Linked DNA regions of Mus musculus: region 1 is linked to region 2. A link is a contact called in public HiChIP or PLAC-seq data. All regions are on one chromosome and are shown on one strand. Each heading gives the region's core, a stretch centred on a gene start, on an enhancer-like site or on the middle of the called end of the contact. The rest is flanking DNA. Distances are from core to core; before and after follow the strand shown. Region 1 has its middle 110 kb from the start of Rps6ka3. Region 2 holds the start of Rps6ka3 (ribosomal protein S6 kinase polypeptide 3).

The links. HiChIP or PLAC-seq counts read pairs in DNA pulled down with a chosen protein or histone mark.
Region 1: a contact with region 2 is called in an H3K4me3 HiChIP or PLAC-seq map of bone marrow-derived macrophages, with 2.9 times the contacts expected there. The contact joins the enhancer-like site here to the promoter of Rps6ka3 in region 2. A contact is called at or near these places in 12 of 484 Hi-C or Micro-C datasets (the N1E-115 cell line, adipose-derived mesenchymal stem cells, bone marrow-derived macrophages and 7 more), 4 of 115 datasets of contacts at active chromatin or transcription factors (the SCID.adh cell line, bone marrow-derived dendritic cells, bone marrow-derived macrophages and 1 more) and 2 of 9 other capture datasets (adipose tissue and liver).

The regions. Positions count from the first base shown.
Region 1 is chrX:159,143,245-159,146,521 of GRCm38.p6, reverse strand. No RefSeq gene overlaps it. Among named protein-coding and RNA genes, the nearest start is that of Rps6ka3, 110 kb to the left of the region's middle. Within about 2 kb of position 1,646, at least 29 of the 459 cell types and tissues checked have an H3K27ac peak or open chromatin away from gene starts, as enhancers often do. A contact at or near this core is called in the N1E-115 cell line, adipose tissue and bone marrow-derived macrophages, where this site is marked.
Region 2 is chrX:159,254,064-159,257,080 of GRCm38.p6, reverse strand. It overlaps Rps6ka3 (ribosomal protein S6 kinase polypeptide 3), which reads right to left and starts at 1,299. Exons shown (of 22, transcript NM_148945.2): 1 at 893-1,299. The coding sequence starts at 961.

The sequences.
Region 1 (3,277 bases), core at 397-2,896, 110 kb after region 2:
TGTAAGACTTACCTTCATAGCAGCAAAACCCTAACTATGACAGTGGCTTTCATAGGAAGTCTAAAATTATAGTGTAATTATTCTGACTTTGTTTTCTTACTAAGTCCTTTCCATTTCCATAGAAATTTTGGGATCAGCTCACCAGATTCTAAAAGAGAAGGGGTTGTTTGGATTTTGATTGTTAGTGCATCAAATATATACACCAATATGGGGAAAACCACATGTTAACAAGATTCAGTTTTCAGTTCCATGTATGGTGTGTCTTCCCAGCCACTTGGCCCATCTTTAACATATAGTTTTCAGTGTACATCCACTGCACAAATTTGTCCAATTTATCCACAAGTGCTTCATATTGTATGCTGTTATAAGTGGTGATGCTTTGAATTTACCTTTTATGTGTAGAGCTTTTTTGCGTGCATGTATGCCTGTACATCATGTGAGCACGTGGTGCCCACAGAGGTCAGAATTAGAGATGGTTGTGAACCCCAACAGTGTGAGCCACATTGTTAACTAGGTACTAGAAACCTGAAAGCAGAAAAGAGACACTAAAAACCTGGCGTAGTGGCACATACCTGTAATTCCAGCACTTTGGAGGTGGAGACATGATAATCCTGAATTTGAGGTCAGTGTAGATTATACATAGCAAGACCCTGTCTCAAAACCCCAAAGCTACAGGGCTGGAAAGTTGGCTCTGCAGTTAATAACACTTCCTGATTTTGTAGAGAACCCAGGTTTGGTTACCAGTACCAACTTGGTTTACAGCAATCCTTAACTCTAGAGTCAAGAACCCAGTGCCTTCCCTTGGCCTCAGTGGGTACCAGGTCACCACATGGTGCGCAGATATAAGTGCAGGTAAAACACCCACTGCCGGGCATGTGACTTGGTGGCAGAGATCTTGCCTAGCGCAAGCAATGTCCTGGTTTTCACCCCAAGCATTCAAAAAGGACACACCCAGAGCAACAGAAAATCAAAGGGAAGGTTTGGAATTTTTAAAACGTAAAGGCTTGAAGGAAAGGCCCCCATGAGTCATGCACTTGAACCTCTGAGGAAAGTGAGAGCTGATTGGCTGGCACTAGTGTCTTTGAGCTTAAAGGAGGCGTGATGATCTCGTTCTGCAAGTGTTGGGAAGATTGCAATCTTGAATCTACTGCTACTGCTGGCATGAGTCACCACCTCCGGGGTGAAGAAGTATTGCCAAACTAATCTGACAACCAGAGGAAGTAAATACAAGGAAGAATTGACCTTGATTTCTTTTCCAGACTTCTAGACTTCCAGTTTGCTTCTAGAATTTTCCATTGACAGGGTCAATATAGGAGATGGTAGTGCAAGAAAATTTTGGGTTATAGAATCTCAGCTTCAGCCTGACAAAGTATGATAAAGAGATTGGGCTTGATGTTGTGGGAAAATAGCTTCACAACTGATACTCTTACAGTTTATGATTTGAGGGAGAGACTGTATTTTATTTCTGCAAAAGGTATCTAGAGTGTGAATTGGCGGGCCATTAGAATGATTTTGAATCTTGAGAAAATGATACCAAAATTTAGGAAGTATCAAGTAAATATTTGTGACTGTAATAGCACTGCTTGAGAGGCCAGGGTCGGAAGTAGCCAATGTGCAGGGAAATTTGGATCAGTAGAGACATCTTAAGTCGGTTTCCCTTTCATAACTTGGCTATGTTCCCCATTGCTTAGCTTTCCTCTCACTTGTCTAGCTTATAAGTCTCCAGACTTCCCTTTTAGATACTAATGATTCAGTAGCCCACAGACATTTGTTCTGGCTACTTGAATTCAAACACTAAAGCTTAAGATAGCATGCCTGTCAATTTTCCAACAATAGTATTTTTATTTATTATTTGAGATTTTCATAGGTATATACAATGTCCTTTAATAATATCTTTAATCATATCTAACTCCCTGACTCTGGTTCCTCTTAGGTGCTTTTTATATCCCCTTTCTAACTTCATGTCTTTTCTTTTTGATACTCCACTAAGTCTACTTGGCCCCTATGTGTATGAATATAGAAACATCCACTGGAGCATGTGCTACCTACCAGTGACCATCCTTCAAAGAAAGTGGTTTTCCCTCCCTCAGTAGCCATCAAGCCAATAGCTCCTCAGGTAGAGGTGGGACTTTGAGTGCTCCTCCATCTAATGCACATGAATTTTAACAAATGGACAAAACGTTACTTTGGGCCTTTTCCTTTTTGTGGGTACGCTAATGTGTGGTTACATATATGTGTGCACATGTATGCAGAGCCTGGAGGGCAACCTCAGATGTCATTCTTCAGGGACTGGCTACTTTGTGAAAGGTTAATTTCACAAATAATAAAATTACTTACTCTGAGTGTTGGAGGCATATGGTTTTAACTTTTTTTTATATTTTTGTATTTTTTCTCAAAAGTATGAAAAGTTTTCATTTGAAATTACTTTTAAAACCCCATTAAGTAGAAATGAGGTAAATATCCATATTTCCTTATTTTTTCTTCTATAAAAAGATACATGTAAACTCAAAAATATCAGAAAATAATCAGATATGGGAAGTAAGGCTTATATCCACTCTTTTTGTTACAAATAACCACTTTTCTCAGTATCTAATTTCCTAGCCTTATCTCAATTACCAGTTGTATTAGTTTTTAAGTTAGCTTTTGAAAGTTGTTCTGAATTTCTGGTGTTTAATGCATATCTTAATAATAATGGGTCCAGTCAGAACTACAAATGATTTTAAACCTCAAGTTCCAAATATTTCTTTACTCCAGTGTCTTTGTATGGGAGGTGGGCTGCCCCCAGGAAGCCAGCCTGAAGGTTTGCTATGTGGACGTTTTTATTACATGTGTCTTGGGGGCCAGCACCTATGGGAAGGAGGAGACAACAGCGGGAGTAGTCAGAGGTGGGAGGATGGGGACCTATGTGACTAGGGTGACACATCAAACCTGTCAACTGTTGAACCTAAGCGGTCATGATTTTATGTCCCTGCCTTTTCACTTTGTTGGCTAACCAGGAAGGCATGTGCTGTGGAGCATAGGAGCCCTTTAGAGCTGAGAGTGTCCTTGAGGAACTCACAGCTAGGGGCTGCCTGGCACCACACCCTCAGTAGTGATGGCGATGACCCCAGGGTTTTCTATCTCCATTCCATGCCCAAGTATTCAAGAAACTTGCTCTATGTCTCAGATTGTGCAGGCCTTCTTCTCATTGCTCTACCACACACTTCTCATCGCACTTGACTTTTACACATGAGGAAACATGGCTGTGTTTGTTTTTCCTGATGAAAACCCAGCATGA
Region 2 (3,017 bases), core at 50-2,549:
CTGCATTATTTTTTTAGATCGCCAGTTGATTCTGGGACAGTGGCGGCTGTGAAAAGCTCGGTGCTGGGATGTGTCCGCGGAAATTCTGTTTTGCCTTGTTTGGGTATACTGTTTGGGTTTCTGACACTGGGGTGGGTATCTCAGGGCCGATCATCAGATCCCGGGAGAGGAAAATCAGATAGCCCTTTTACAGCGTCCGCTGATCTCCTTGAATTTCACCCGCTCACCTCCATGGACAGGAAGCAAAAGTTATACTGGGGTCTTCCAACTCAGTGACCTCAAAACCTAGGAGTAGGGGACCTAAGGCGCTCCGTTTTTCTTTTGCAGCAGCGGCAGAGAGCGCTGCGGCAGACTGACCGGGGTGTGGGGGGATCCCTCAGTCCTGGACCCCTTACTCAAAACCCTCCCGGCTTGGCTCGCCCACCTTGCCCTGTGGGCGCCCGTCTCCCTGTAGCAAACCCCTCCGGCGGCCAGACTGAAGTCTTGGCTCCTGGTGAACCGAATCCAAAGTCTCTAAGATTCCGGAGAAGACCCTAGAGCCGGCAGGGCCAAACTTCCCAACTCCCCGCCGCCGGCTCCTGCTTTGCCTCCTGCTTCCCCCACGCAAAGTTGATTAAAACAGGCTCTTTGCAAAGCCTCAGCGCCCACTCCAAACCCCACGCGCCGCCACACCGGCACCCCCCAACCCCAAAAGCAGGGAGAGGCGAGGGTGCGGGAAGGAGACACAGACAGATCGGCAAAGCCCAACGACCCAAAGCAGAATCTCGCCCCGGGAACAAGATGTGAGCCGGCGGCGGAGGTGGTCTAAGGGGGGCAGCTCCGGGGAAGAGAGCTAGCGCCGGCGGGGGCGTGGGGAAGGGGCGCGCCTGCCCTGCCGCACGGCTGCACTCACCTCCGCGCTGTCGGAAGGGCTCTCCACAGCCATCTTCTGCCACGGGTCCGCCAGCTGCGCCAGCGGCATCTTTCCCCCCCTCCCCGGCCCGCCGCCGCCTTCACCGCCTCCTCCCTCCCCACCCGCCCCACAGCCGGCTCGGCTCCTTAGCCACTCGAGCTCCAAGGCAGAGCCGAGAAGCAGCAGCCGGGCAGCCGCGGCTCCCCCGAGAGCGAGCTCGACGCCGACGCCGACGCCGACCACCCGAACGCCCAGCGCCTAGCCACAGCCGCCCGCACTCCAAGCGAGAGCCTTGCGCCGCCGCCAGGCACCAGGGCTCGCCCCTTTCTTCCTCTCCTCCTTCCGCCGCCCGGACTACGGCTCCGCCCCCCGCCTCCCCTCCCCGCCGCTTCCCGCGCCCGATCCCAGCAGAACAGCGACGGCCGCGCGCTCCCCCACTTCCGCTCACAACATGGCGTCTAAGCGATACCTGTCTCTCTAGAGCGAGGCTGGGCGGCCTCCGCCACCACCGCGCGCACCCAGGGGCGGGGCCAGTGCCGGACACGCCCCCTGGCTGGCCGCTCGGCGCCGCCCCTTTTCCACCTCCTACCCCTTCCTCCTCCTCCTCCTCCTCCTCCTCCTCCTCCTCCTCCTCCTCCTCCTCCACCTCCTCTCTCTAGCCTCAGCTTCTGGGCCTCGCCTACTTTCAGGAAGGGCGAGCCCAAAAAATTTGGGGGCGTTGGCGGGAGATGGGGTGGGGAGAGAAATGGGCTCTGCGGGGCGGACGAGGTGCCTTTGACTGCCACGAGTCCTAACAGCTCGGAGACTAGTTGAGAATAGGAGAGCAGAGGGGTTCGCGCTCAGCTGGTGAAGCTGGGCAAGGCGCTGGGGGCGCAGTCCGGTGGTAGCAGCCCCAGGCGGAGGCAGGAGGTGTCTTTTCGGCCTTTCTCCTCCAGGGGTGCGCGTGGGCGCGCCTAGGCTATGGGCACATCCCCTCCTGGCCCAAGACTCTCCTCCTTCAGGGTCACAAGCTGGGTATTCATTCACCTGACCCCTTTTCTCCTGCTTGGACGGGGACTCAAGAGGCTTCTTTCCCGGGAGCTAGCCACACATACGTACGTTCGGCTCCCAATTTGATTCAAAGCTTTTCGAGTTGACTCTCGTGTTCAATGTTTAGTACTTTGGAAATTTTTCGTCCCACCCTACCTCCGCCCTAATAACCCTTCCCAAGTGCATAGAGCCCTCGAGTTTCGGCCCAGACTGTCACACTCCTCCCTTGCTACCTAAAGCTTAAAAGAAAACAGGTTCCTTAAGGTTGCCCTTCTTGGCAGAGATTAAGGAGTTAGTAAAAATATCTTCTAGGCAGGAGCGCGGGGTTCCTGCTTCTCCGTTGACTTTAAATAAAAGATTAGATTTTTTTTTTTAAATCAAGCTGGTCGTAGGCGGAGGAGAAAGGGAGGGGAGGTTGTGACTCCTCCTCCTGCCCGAGAAGAGGAAGCCCTAGGTTAAGGGAACCCAATCCTCAGTCGGCAACGGAGCCACAGAATTCTAAGAGTTCGAGAATTAATGGCTGGGCGCTCTGAGTGGATTCCGGGAAGGCTCAGTCCTGGGTTCTCGAGCCCGCTGCTTAGATGCGCTGAGTATGTCTGGGATGTGTAAAAGTCGCTGGGCTGAGTGGAAAGCTACTGCAGCCCCTGGCTAACCGCCCTGCATCGGAAAGAAACACACACACACACACACACACACACACACACACACACACACACACACACACACACACACACACACACATCTCAGGCCAGCTTGTCTACCCAGTCCACATATCTCAGGCCAGCTTGTCTCCCCAGTCCCCAAGGCCTGGAGGGAGGCATCTCTAGCCTCCCACGCTTGGCTACCACAGCGCGTCCCCCCGCTGCGCTCTCCCTGCATGCCTTTTAACAGTTTCCTTTAATCATCCCAGGATCCAGACACCTGGAGTGTCCCCGCCTCACTCCCTTCAGCAGGTGTGAGAATGACCTTACAACCCCACACCTAGCTGGCCCGGGCTGTGGGAGCTGTGCGAGGTTTCTTGCTTGGTCCGACAGAGACAGGTGCTGGGCTCCTTTTGCTGCCATCTGCAGTTTGCCCCTCCAGGCCTAGGAGCCTC